Regions from separate parts of the Bicyclus anynana genome. Here region 2 is linked to region 1. A link is a contact called in public Hi-C data. All regions are on one chromosome and are shown on one strand. Each heading gives the region's core, a stretch centred on a gene start, on an enhancer-like site or on the middle of the called end of the contact. The rest is flanking DNA. Distances are from core to core; before and after follow the strand shown. Region 1 overlaps LOC112042907 (kalirin). Region 2 overlaps LOC112042907 (kalirin).

The links. A called contact is a pair of places that touch in the nucleus more often than the background predicts.
Region 2: a contact with region 1 is called in a Hi-C map of whole larva, with 2.7 times the contacts expected there. The contact joins two enhancer-like sites. A contact is called at or near these places in 2 of 2 Hi-C or Micro-C datasets (whole body and whole larva).

What each region holds. Positions count from the first base shown.
Region 1 is chrZ:5,223,456-5,230,768 of ilBicAnyn1.1, reverse strand. LOC112042907 (kalirin) reads right to left here. Exons shown (of 46, transcript XM_052890747.1): 22 at 6,976-7,149; 23 at 5,808-5,934; 24 at 5,014-5,225; 25 at 3,843-3,975; 26 at 1-156. Among protein-coding and RNA genes, the nearest start is that of LOC112042907, 54 kb to the right of the region's middle. Within about 2 kb of position 1,643, at least 1 of the 8 cell types and tissues checked has open chromatin away from gene starts, as enhancers often do.
Region 2 is chrZ:5,325,033-5,332,100 of ilBicAnyn1.1, reverse strand. LOC112042907 (kalirin) reads right to left here. Exons shown (of 46, transcript XM_052890747.1): 41 at 1,060-1,228. Among protein-coding and RNA genes, the nearest start is that of LOC112042914, 18 kb to the left of the region's middle. Within about 2 kb of position 4,005, at least 1 of the 8 cell types and tissues checked has open chromatin away from gene starts, as enhancers often do.

The DNA.
Region 1 (7,313 bases), core at 394-2,893:
TTTCTTGATTATCTGCCGAAGGTCCCACACTTGGAACGAGTCCTGTAGCACCACCTCACCGAGGCTGTCCAGTGGGACATCGCAGCCTTCTAAGTTTGACAAATGCATCGCGTCATTCGCCTTCTTCGGTACGGACAGCATAACTTCCAAACCGTCCTGTGAACAATACGTTATGTTACATACGTGTAAGATGTACGCTTGAACAGATCTACGCTACTCAGCGGTCACGATAGATTAATAAGCGGCCTGTTAGTTGAACTATGCGCAGTACAGGAGCGTAGCTACCACCGTATCAAAGTAAGTTGAAAAGTCTAGTAAAATGTTATATCCACAGTCTCACTTATTTCCTTGCCTAAGCGTGCGCCCAAAAGTTGGTGCGAGTAAAAGTCCGCCACGCTGGCCCCATACGGATCAGACTTCACACACGCAGAGAATTAAGAAAAGTCTCTGGTATGCAGGTTTTCTCACGATGTTTTGATTGATTGTTTGTGATACAGACCCCCCTCCCTCCCCAAGGTGCGTTACGCCACTGATGCAGTACCACATTTTAGGGTGTTAGCGATGTACGGTACTGAGATGCTACGAGTAACTATAGCAACACATTGACGCCATTACAGTCGTGTACGAAATTTTCAATCATTTGAACAACCAAGAAACACGCATTTAAAACTCATGTTTCTAATTCTACCTGCGCATATAACTGTCTCTATGCTGCAACTTACTTGCCGGTGTCTATGGAATGGTGTAATTTTTAGGGCAAAATTGTATATAAATAAATTTAAACAACTTTAAACTATAAAAGATGGTTTTTAATAAATAGTGATTTTCATAAACTCTTTCAACCATTTTCATACATTTTACTGTTTGATACTGCACTGCTTATAAACCTTTCGGCATATGAGCTATCTTTAGATTCGACTCAGTGTGACATTGTGTACCGATATTTATTTACCGAATTTCCCTGTTTACGAAGTTGGATTTTTTTAAGATATGAAGTAGCTATACCAAACGACCTTATTCAAATCACCACATTTTTTTCTTCTTCTACAGCCTACCTAACTGTATTTAACGTTATACCCAGGTACATAATAAATAATAATTTACCTTATTTATTTAGGTGTGCTATGATTTATGAACAAAACCTTTGCTCTACTATGTAATATAAACACAATATAGGCAATCAAACGCTGAAAAATGCACAGCAAGAAATATCGCATCTTCTTATATACTCGTAAGGCCTGTAAACAACTCGAGAATAATTCATACCTATTTATCCAAAATGATACAAAAAATATTATACATACGATTTCATCGTTTGAAGTGGGTCCAATCTTGTTCGTGCGATAGTTATTAATGTACTTCAACATTATTAAAACTACACAAAACACAAACGCATAAACCGTAACATGTCTTGAATATTTTCACTAAAAATCACTTCAGTTCTACACTAGCGGAATATTGCACTTAATGTGGACTCGGGTCGGCTGTGATACATGGCAATGAATCATGAGGAAAATATTAGTCCATAATACTAATCGTTCATTTAAAATAAACAGTGGACTAGTTTAGTTTAATTTGAAACATCACGTTCAACGCAAGCAAATGTTAATGTGATGTGAACTTCTCGAACCGATTATGCGTAATGGTTTTGTGTTATCACAAAACACCAAACCTCATTAGGATGTAGATAAGTCACCGGTCTACACGTAGGGTAAAAATACCCTTATTTATACTTTGAATCAACTTTTCGTCATTGATTTTGTGGCTTAACTAGCAAATGGAATTGGACAAGCCATCAATGTTGTGGGCGTCGACAACCTAATAGCATTATATCACGTGGCGTGCCTAGACGACATTATAATGAAGCTCAAGCTTTTTATAAAGCAATTGTGCTCAATTATATCGACTGAAACATTAAAATATACCTCAGAGGTAATTGATATTAATATTGTAAGTGTAATTAGAAAGTTTAGAAAAAAAAAATATCAAAACCTCCACCGTAAAGTTAGTTAGAATTTCCTATTATAATATACAATTTCTAAGTAAACGTACAGATTTTAATAGAATAAGAACTGGAAATCAATTTTCAGACGTCCTGATAAAGTTACTCGTACTTCAACAATGTACTTAACAAATTCCCCTATTATAAAAAATCCCCACACACACAACAAGGCAATAATATCGTAATGTATCATAACGTTCTACGTATTTTTATGAGTAACAGTAAACCTCTTCTCATTCCCGGTGCAGCTTTAGATAAGTGATGACGTCGTCAACGCGTCTCAAAACATCCAACTCGAATATTTTGCTAAAATATAAGTTCATGAGAACTTAAGTATAGGTATTCTAATCGTCTTTTCAATATACATTATTCAGTTTTAGTCCCGACTCACACATGTTTTTTAGTATTTTGTATACCAGTGTCTAAAATAAATCCTAACACAGAATAGGACAACATTCTATTTCCTTCCTAATCCTACGAATAAGTGTTCTGGCAAATCAGTCGGTAAAATATACACATACAATAAATAATAAATTGCATTGATAAAGTTCAAGACGTAACAAGTATTTAGTGATAAATGTATAAAACTTTTGTTAAATATTATTGAGCAACGAAAAATCAAAAGAAAACATCATTGCTTCTTTTTCACGTCATACCATAGCATACGAATACGTCAATACACTCACCAGGAGATTTTCTCCTGTCTTAGTAGAAATAACACAGTAAAAATAAATAGTACAGTTGTCGCAAGAAAATTTAACACGTAAACATTTTTGCTTCAAGATATTGAGGGGAATTCTCGATAGGGCCGCCTTTATCTAATCGCGAAGTCTTATCACTGAAGGTGAGTTGAAAACATGAGTTGATAACGTGTTTAAGTGACGCAGGTACTCGTATAGCTAAACCTAACGATTTGTCTTATGTAATGTTATTTTAAGGAAACACCAAAACAGATCGAACAAAGTAAGAGTAAAAGCCTAATGGTTTTTTTTTTCCTTTTGCATTAAAAAAGCGTTAGCGTTAGTAATGCATAGGTATTTCCACTTTCAGTAGGTTTCTGTTTACAGGTTTACGATAGAAGACCGACCATTATTCATCCAATCCTGGGCCCAGATTTAATGAACGAGCCCTTGCAATGTCTAAATTAGTGTCATTTATTAAATAACTAGCGAATCCGGTGTGCGGAAAAAAAATTATGAGCACTTCCCTATCCCTACCCTACATCTACTTTACCCTACTTCTATCTCACCCCTACCCTGCCTTAACCTAAAAACCTCCTACGCTCCCTATAAGTATAATTACGAATGGTTTGAATGGGAGTATAGAAAAGTTTTTTTAGACATTTTTATTATTTTTTAAAAATTCTATATTACACAAACGTCGTTCTAACAATAACAAATACATAAAACCAAGAATTATCCAATTTGGTGATATTAGTTTCCGACTGGTTTAATTTCAGTTTATTTACAGCTGTTGCATAAGAAAGTTTCTACTACAAAAAATGCATGCTTTCAACCAAAAACACACATTAAAAGAGCATTCTAATTATTTTTAGGTCATTAAGTTTTTTTACGTAACATGCTGGATCCTAAATGGTATGTCTCCTAATTGGAAGTTAGCAATGATCTTGAGCATCATCATTAACAACCCATACTCAGAACACTGTTGAACACAAGTCTCTCTCAGTATGAGAGGGGTTAGGCCTTATTCCACCTCGCTGACCAAATGCGGATTGGCAGACATCACACACGTAGAGAATTAAGAAAATTCTCAGGCATGTTCACTCACGATGTTTTCCTTCACCCTTTGAGACACGTGATATTTAATTTCTTAATCATACCTTAATCTCTCCTTGTCCTTCGGCGCAGCAAGCCTGTAGGTCTTTTAGTAATAGCTGATATTTGGTTATCCTTTGCACCGGCTTTATAAGATAGGCCGCCAAAGGATGCTCCAGTTTCTTTTTACGTTGTACCCTGTTAAATACATACACATTAAAATTCTGAAAAATCAAAATCGATTATTAATATAGATTCACTTAGTTAGATTTGACAAAAATTGTAGTATGACACGCGCGCCATTTTTTTACAATAAGTCTTTGACTTTATTTTGAAAATTTGAAGCAAAAAATAATTTTACCTGCCAAAGTAAAGTAAAGGAGATGGTCCATTTCAGGTCCACTCTTGTACTACGTATCATTAAAATTTAAAAAATTTAGAGATATCATCGAAATCTAATCAGGTGAATATATCTAACTAAGTAAAAGGAAATAAATAATATTAAAACCCCATATTGTCCTTAAAGCAACTATGACATGACAATTGACAGCAAACGTCAAATCGATTGACATTTTTTGTTGTGTTGCATTTTTTGGGAGAGCATTAATATTATTTTGAAAGAATTAATGTAAATTCGTAGATTCGTAGATAAAAATTTCATGTTCTTTTATTTCCGCCCGGGTACATTGACTGATCCTGGGCTCCATCCAACTTTGGATCTTTTATTGATTTTAAACTTATTTCGTGGTTGTTGACTATGAATATTATTTAAACGAGTACATACCACGATAAAAGACGAGATTTTTAATGTCGATATTTCGACCCAGTTGCATGGATCGTGGTCACGACGGGACTGAAGTTGCGAGATGCGAAGTGAAATCTGCTGTTAGGGGCAGAATCGATCTACCCTCTTTCTTGTTCTTTTTCTTTTTTCAACAACCTCGCGTTTTAGGCTGTTTAGGCAAACCACACTCACGACATCGCTTTTGTTACTATGCGTTTCGCGGCGCCCTATTGGTTTGCACAATTCTACCACCGGGTTCCACTCGCTGGCTAGTTTGAAACCATCTTCCCGACAGCTGATTTCACTTCACATCTCGCAACTTTAGTCCCGTCGTGAACACGATCCATGCAACTGGGTTGAAGTATCGACATTAAAAATTTCGTCTTTTATCGTGGTATGTACCCGTTTAAATAATATTTGGACCTTTTAGTTCATAATGAAAGCAGTTTTACCTGTCAAAGTAATCCCCCGCGTGTTGCACGACGGCGGCGTTGCTGTCGGGCTTGTTGCGGCAGTAAGACACGTACATGTCGAACTCGCGCGCCCACGTCACGAAGCAGTGGCCGACGTCCTCCGGCATTGTCTCGTACTTGTCGAGCTCGCGTAGAAACACGCGCTCGTGGAATCGGTGTATCTCCTCTATGTTCCCAAATATTAGCTCCTCCTGGTGGGGATGTTTTAACTTATTTATTATAATTGTTTGGTGTTAACCTAAATGATACTAAAATATCTATGATCCGACCCTCCGAGGCATTGACGATAAAAGCAATGGACAAAAAGAAGATAGACGCATTTGAGAAGGATGCAAACCTGAAACTTTCCATTGCCACTAGACTGTAGATTATAAGAATTGACTCTCCCAGTACTGCAGCAGAGTCTACCGAGCAAATTCGGCAAGTAGAGTCCTTCCTTTAAATGCTACAATTAATTAAAGAGCCTTTGATAGTGCAGTGGATTTGATTCCGGTCCGAAGCATGCACCTCCAACTTTTCAGTTCGTGCATTTTGAAGAAATTAAATATCACGTGTCTCAAACGGTTAAGGAAAAACATTGTGAGGAAACCTGCATACCAGAGAATTTTCTCAATTCTCTGCGTGTTTGAAGTCTGTCAATCTGTATTGGACCAATGTGGTGGACTATTGGCCTAACGCCTCTCATCCTGAGAGGAGATTCGAGCTCAGCAATGAATCGAATATGGGTTGTTGATGATGATACAATTAATTTAAGATGAAACCTATGTACTTGCCTTCCCTTGAAGTGCAGTCGGAACGGCGGCGGGATCCGTTCTCATTTCGCGCAAGTAGCACGTGATGCAGGTCTCCAGATCTTTGACGTAAGCGCGCTCTGTCTGCAGCAACTCGGCCATTATAAATCTGTTAAGAAATATGTCAATCAACCACTTTGTTACGGGAGACCATTAAGGTAGCCTTCCGTTCTTGGCGACCGCGACGCGCGACCGCGCGAACCACTGCTTGGTATGAATTTATATGGAGCACTAAACAAAGCCCAAGACCGCGGCCACTTTTGTTTAGTGCTCCACATAAAGCAGTGGGTCGCGCCTTTATCCTAAAAGTGTCGCTTCCTTGAGCGTCGCGACGTGTCCAAGTCAGAAAATGTTAGGAATTATGTTGGTATTTTCTTCATAACAAAAAAAAATAACCTCGCTCGTGGCTCGAGATCTGACATACAAAGCTGATGTCGAACCCACATTATCTTAATCAGACTGACTGCATTAGTTGGGTATTTCTGAAGTTTGTTTTATTTTTAATAGCAAGGGCTCATACTTGGTGGAGGACCTAAACAAAATACAATGCATCTTCTCCTATGTCATATATCAGTTTATCTGATAAGAAAGTGAATCAAAAAATCGACTGTACAGCTTTGAGATGAGAATTTACCTCATTGGTGATTTAATTTTGATCTCATCAATGCAATACAGAATGCATGTTTCTAATCAAGCGCAAGCCGCCTTATCATTATTATTTTCAGACGATAGATGGACGGACGGACAGCGAAATCTCAGTAATACGGGACTCCGAAAAAACAGTCCTTATTCAGGTGAGAAAATGAGCTGGCTGGCTTTCTGGTTTAAGTGCCGTAAGTTTCTTACTGGGTCCTCACAATGCTGGGGGCTTTCAAGGGGGGTTCTGGCGGAGAAGCATCACATGATGGGGCCCGAGGCCAGAAGCAGAAAAGAGATGGGCGGAAGATTCTGAAACTCGGACTAAAGCTTAGAGCCTTTCTGGAAGGGTGTTTCGGCCTGAGTGTATCAGTCCGGGCGCCTCAACCACTTGATTGAGGTAGGTGGCGGATCTCTCAAAACAAGTTTTCGAGAGCTGTTTCTTATTGGGCTTGAGTAGCCAGATTTAGGCCTAACACATGAGTCGGTTCTGAAGGAACGGGCTGGAACGTACTCCTTGCGTCGCGCGCTGCGTCGCTTCTCGTCCGAGTGCGCGGCGGGCGGCGCCTCCACGCGCGCTTCCGCTTCGCTCGTCTGCACCGAACTCAGCGACGCGGCAATGCCAATGCCTGAGTCGCTCTCCGCCTCGCTCTCGCCGCCTTCCATCGAACCGCTGAACTCTGCGTATCTGGATGGAAAAATGGAAAAAATACGATTATAGGAAACTATTTATTGATCTTTTATTGTAATTTGTATATCTAATAGAGAAAAGATTTATATTTATGCATGTAACGAATAAACTCAAAAACCGATTAGAAAAATCTTTCACCAGTAGAAAGTCACGTCATCGGG
Region 2 (7,068 bases), core at 2,756-5,255, 99 kb before region 1:
TTTTATTATGTATTAATTTTGCCATTCTGTTTAGAGATTTCTATACAAGAAAGTTATTCGGAATTTGGAAGTTTCTAGTTTATTTTTGGTTTAAAAAAACATTTGTCAAATCTTTTAAATAAGACTAATATTCGCTATCCTCGCCAACTAGTAGTCCTTAGCAGTGGGTCCGATAACAGTCAGGGCAGAGCTGACCCTTGACCTTTTGTTGTTGAGTCTACGAGTAGTTCTTAAACCTAGGAGATATTAAGGGGTCATGAGAAGTCCTGGGTCAATTCAAGGGGTCAAGGTCAAGGGTCCTTTTCGGTCAGGGGGATTTCGGTGTTGTTAAACGCCCGTGCCTCGGAGAGCACGTCAGTGTGCCAGCCGGTCATTATTAAATCTAGTAGTAGTCGTTAATTCATTTAACATTATATCCTCCAAATCCCCACTCCTATATTTTAAGAATTCCCATTGATAAGATAATAAAATTTCCAAGCAATTTCTAATATAAAATCTTTGGCTATTGTGTATGAAAGGCACTGAAATTTCAAAGCTGGGACATTAAAGATCATAATAGCTAAGTAGAATTAAAAACGTGAATGTAAGTTTGTCTGTTCCACTTCCACAATTGGACTGACAACAGAATTGGCCATCATGAAGTTTTGCAGTGAGGAGTTTTACTAGTAGTACTTATACTTCTATTAGCGGACCCGGTCAAGCTTCGCTTTGACACATTCCCTACCCCTGTCCTATTCCTACCCTACCCCTACCCTACCACTACTCTACCCTTACCCTACATTTACCCTTTCATACTCCCACCCTCTACCAACCGTATCATACCCCTACTCAACCCTACCCCTTCCTTCCTTTTCCTGGCTCTCAGCTACTTCTTCACCAATTTTGAGCCAAATCAGTCCAGAAGATCTCGAGTTACAAGTGTTGTAACAAACCTCACTATCTTTTATATATACTTCTACGTGGCAGACGAACTATCTGCCGCCAAACAGTATTGCTGTCTTGCTGTATGATAGGTATAGTTGATGTTGATCATAGAGAATAGGCGCCGCGAGAACTCACGTTGGCAGAGGCCTTCTTGTAGTCGTCCCGCGCGCTGGAGGGCAGGTTGATAGTGTTGGCCTTGGCATGTGGGCGCTGCGTGCGACCGCGGAGCTCCGGCGCCAGTCTCCCGCCCACGGACGGCGGGACGCTCTCAGTCTTGCGGAGCCCGCACCAACCCTCACCCACGCTACCGGGACGGGAATAGGACATTTAAATAAAAACAAAAACAAACTAAAACGGACTAAAGTAGACCAGCTTTTAATTACTTCTGCACTCTGTTACATCTACTTTATTAGATATTTAGTTAGTGAAATGAATCTACAATTGCAATTAGCTACGTATTTTAATTCAGGTTAGTCTTTCGTTAATAAAGGTATTATTTTTTTAGTTCTACTATTCTGTGATTAGATACTAAGTAGTGATCAGGCAAAGAGCTATATCGTTACATCATGATAGCATTTGCATTGGCGTTCTGTGTAAATTGGCTCAAAGCTGGCCTCACTCAAATAAAACTAAAAATGAACTAATAAAATAAGCATGCGGGACTAATAAGCATAAAACCACAAGCATTTTTTATTCACATTTATTATTGGTTAATTGTGTTACATATAAGTAATACAGTGATTTTTAAAAGGTTACTTCTATATACATGATCTGACTTTATAGGTATTGTATAGTAATATAATATATATACAAGAGATATTTTATCAAGCAGAAAGATAAAAGATATATTTTTGAAAATACAATCAATCATTCTCGATAGTAATTTATAACAATCGAAATAGACTGCTTTTACAGAATAAGTCATATCTATAGTCAATATAAATATTAAGTATTAGGTGTATGCTATTCTAACAGACTAGACGAATAGTAGTAAGTACTAAACGATGCCGTAATATAGTTTAATAAAAACAATTTACAATTCTATTGAATAATGCTAATTTCATCAAATAATAGTTAATATTATTAATATAAATGTAACTATCGTTAATACAAAAATAATATAATATGGTAATTTAATTCTTTAACATAAAAATAAAATGATACATAATTGAAGAAAATACGTACTTTTCTAGTAATATATATACATAACTGTGTAACTTATATTATGATATCGGAATGGTATAAAAAATGTCATTTTTTAATATTATTATTTACGTTAATTTTGCACAAAAATTTATCATTTTTTTATGCCAGGTGGAAGACATCACGATTTACTAGTTAGTCACTCTCTCGATGGAGAAGTTTACCAAAATCTTTAATATTTCATCAATTATTATAGTAAAATTAATGTAAAACGAATCTTTATACACCTAAAATTATAAAATTTATGGGGCTTCAAAGTTGCGATATTTCACGCGGACAAATTGTGGCCATGAAGTAGCTAACTAGTTATACACTACAGTGGCGAAGGATGGAATTCTAACCCAAAGAAGAGGAAATTCATACCGCTTGATACAAACTTCGGTTTCTCATACGTATATTTTCATAATGAATATGTATGTATGGAGTTTTAAAAGGAGACCCGACGGAAATCGATCGATATGGACTCTTCGCCGCTGATACACTATAATAAATCTAAAATTTTGAATTAGGCTTAATAGTTTCTTAGATTTCACGATTATACAGAAAGGTAGGTATATGATGTCTCAGGCGATTAAGGCCACAATAGGTCCACGTACAAATTTGTATGCTTTTATAATGTGTTTCTCAGTAATTTATCGACTCATTTAGGTATAATTTCTTTTCACAACTTTAATAGTTTTGATATTTATTTGTATATTACTTAAATATCAATTCACCATGTTAATACATTATGAAACGTCTCCATTATCGAATCTCACAAGGAATTTCAAACAGAGCTATTTAAAATATTTTGTATACCATATTTTAAAGGTATTCTTTTGTTTCAGCTTAGCAAATGAAATAATAACTACTTAGTTCACATACGACTGTCTGAATTAAGTATTTATTATATCATTAACATTGAAAGCATAGCGTTTCCCTGAATACACAAACACTCTTGCCGATTGCTGTATAGAGTAGATATAAAGTAATTAAATCTATATTCATCGCATTTGTGTACTCAGTCATACTTCTTAATTTTAAAAATTATCATATTATACCTCAACATTTAGCCAAATACTTTCCACCTTAAACTATCGTATTCAATGAAACTGAAAAACAACAGTACAAATAAAATTGGCCCCGCTCGTTAAAAATTAATAATCTAAATTAATTAACTCGTAACTAAATGGACGACGGCTGAATCACTATTCTTTTTTTTTTGAGAAATGGTAGGGCAAAGTACGCCGTTTAGGTAATTAGTTATTATTTATTAAGACTAGAATAAAAACACGATTAAAAATTACAACTACTTGGGTTTGCAGTTAAGGTGCTCCACTATCAATTGCATAATAATGCAAAAATAAATCTACGAATCCACTATTTAGTTTTATTTGTAAAACGTTAATAGATAATATACTGCACGTGTATTTTTAAAAGCTGACACTACTGATTAATTATTATTTATTAATATAATATTTTGTCGAATACACGCTCAAAGACTTTACCATTATATAACTCAATCTCACCATACTCTTACACTTCGCCTACATTTAATAGTTCATTAACCCCCAGGTCGTGTTCCCAGTCTTCTTGTATTACGTCTTAATACTAACCAAATGCGTATGAACAACGATTATTCTTAAATCTATCAATTTCTTTAAATACTATCCAGACTTTGTGTACTTCGATAACTATCACAACACTACATCGGAAATAACAAGGCGAAAACGTGATTGTGAAATTTCTCCATTAAAATGGGAAAGTAGAGCATGCTAATGCATTGAAACTTTTTCATCTAGCTTTTTCGTATCTATATTCAATGAGTAAGTAAGTAGTCATACGATCACACATTACAGACGCGCGTCGGCTTTATCGTTGGCCAGTAAAGAGCCACGTGGTCATGTCTGCGTATTCTCAGGATTTGCGTTACTCCACAAGTAACTTGTCCGGTTGTCTGAATAAGTATTGATATGCTTACTGCAATTAAGTTAATGACGTATGTACCGAGTATATTATTAGAGTAAGTTCCCAGAGCGATCTGACACAGTTTATTTTCACTAAGATGAAACCCGGTTTTCAGTAGTGCCATGTGCTTTGAAAACCTGCGTCTTTGTGTAGAATTGCTTTGAGATACCTTGGCTAGTCGTTATCAACCCATATTCGGCTCACTGCTGAGCTCGAGTCTCCTCTCAGAATGAGAGGGCTTAGGCCAATAGTCCGCCTCGCTGGCCCATTGCGGATTGACTCACACACGCAGAGAATTAAGAGCTTTGCTAGTACCAGGCTATAGACCTTGGCTAGTACCAGGTGAGAAAGGTAACCAAAACAACCGGAAAAGTGCGTGTCGGGCCACGCGCAGTGTAGGGTTCCGTAAATTAGGTTAGCACTTTAACCACTTATGTAATGTTAAAAAATACCGATAAAGATACCCCACACCATGGGATAGACTATAAAAAAGTCATCCTCACTTTGTAGAGAAGGAACTCCGAAACAATTTATTTTTAATTTCTTTTTACTACATTTAATACGAGATCCGGCTTACGGAGTTATATATTCCTTCTGTAAATGTGTGATTTAGTCGTCATCGAGTAATCGCGTAACATCTGCGGTAAGGGTTATTTTTAGTGGGGCTTTAAATTGTCTAAACACTAAGTAAAGTAAAGTCTTTGGTACTGTTTCAGAATTATATTCTTCAATATATATATATAAAAATCGACCATGTGAATTTAATCTACGTAATACGTAACCCTTTTTAGTTACCTTTGTCATCTGGTGTCACAGAGGAAGTCTCTACAAAGGCGCAGGTATTCAAAGCACATGAGACGCTACTGAAAACCTAAGGTTTCATCTTTGTGAAAATACGAGTAAGCTTAATGTCAGATCGGGGATCTTGGCAATATCTTCCATGTCGTGGTGCGCAGATGTGACCACGAATACATTCCAAAAGTTATCACAGAAGGCTGCATAACGAAGAACAACTCTGGTCTCTCTCAGTTACATCCAATAACAGATGTAAAGCGATTTAATTATTGATTATATCACTATATAGCTACTGATCAATTCCAAAGAGTACTTAAACACTAAAGATAAACTACGTGGTTTTTTTATATAATAATTTCACTACAAACGAATGGCAGTATATTATTGCGACACAAGTTTTCGTTTAGATTGTGTTACCATAATCTAATTTGATTGATAGGTTTTCATCATTCGGACATGAATTTATGATATTCATTGTGTAATATACTTATAGTGTCCGTTAAGGTGGTTACATATGGTTATCTATTAATATAATATTAAAATGATTGGCAGTATAATTATTGCGATAAAACTTTTGAAATAGGTGGTTACATATTATAATATTAAGTAAACGACGGATTTTCGTCGAAGTGTGCGCTTGCGGAAAAGCTCCTTATTGTTTGCTATAAAAAATATTTATTATGATTAAAGATATGGTACGATAATATAATAACATGCACATAACTATAATACGCATCTATAGTCACCGATATTAACAACAAAAAACAACCTAAACATAAAAATCTATGATAGTTTTAAAATATAACATTTAGGTTTAAAGAAAGGATTTTTGAATATAACCCTTAATGTAAATAGCCAAAGGGAGGAAAATGGTATAATTCATGTTTTTACATGTTATTTAAAGGTCATGCGCAGTAGCATGGTTCGGAGATCGTTTCACTCTTAAAAATTTGCCGCGATTCACGATAATAGTTTGATGAACAACATACAGGCAACTGTCACCTGCACTATGCTACAGCGCAAGAACAATAGTTAAATTTATTCAATTCTTTTATTTTGAATAATATTTCTGTTTATTTTTGAATTTTAACATTTGGTCTAGAATGGACCACCATCTTTTATACGAGTACGTATAAAATCTCATAGGAAATCGAATTAGGAGTCCAATATCAGAGAGTTTAGTTCAATAAACCATAATGTGTAACATGTTACGTCAATTCGCTTTATTTATTGAACTAATCTTATAAATTTGAAAATCTCATTATTTTGACATAATTGAATGTTGATATCGATGACCATAGTTTTTTGTATACTCTATGTTAATAATGGGTTCTACCGTATATTTCATTTACATATCAAAATCATAGTCCCCTTCACCACAATTATAATTTTTCATGAAGCCATTTTTCTAAGGCTTAGATTTTTAGGTCTTAGAAGAACGACGTCTTCTGTAGCCTCAGACCAATTATTGTATAGGACCTGCCTCGCTTGACGTTACTTTTCTGTCAAAGTATATGATCAACGATCTAATGCGATTATAAAAATTGTCTCTATAGTATCGATGTTAAATAGTTGTAATCATGTTCGTCGGTTAAAGAGCTCCGTAAAAATACCTTTCTGTGTAATTGAATTGTGTAAAAAACGGGCAAAAACTTCTAGTTTAGTGTAAGATATATACCAAATCTAAGCTCGTTTTCCTCAGATAGTGACAGACAATTTTGTTTGTGACTATGAGTGTGATACAGGTCCTTCTATAATTGATCTGAGTCTGTAGCCCATTATTTACACACGATATACGAATAGAGTATAATTGTAGTAATGATAATAATCTATATGATGTGCTGTTTTATGGCAAAGCTATAATAATAGCCATTGCCTTATTAAACGAGCACAGGTTATTTGATAGAGTTAACATATTTGTATGTAAAAATCTCCTTTGTATGTTACTAAAAAGCTTTATAAGTTATTAGTAAGCAAGGCATACGCTAAAACGATATCTTGTTTTTTTTTCCGACGGCCTTTTCGGTTATCAAGATTAATTAAATATATGCATATCAGGTTATTGAAGAAAAAAACTAGCTTCCGTTTAGCAGTCTGATTGGTTTAATAATATAATTAAAAGCATTTTATAACGTTTAATTACTTAACACGACAAACAAGTTTCATAATTTGAAAACATAAATACATAAATCGATATAG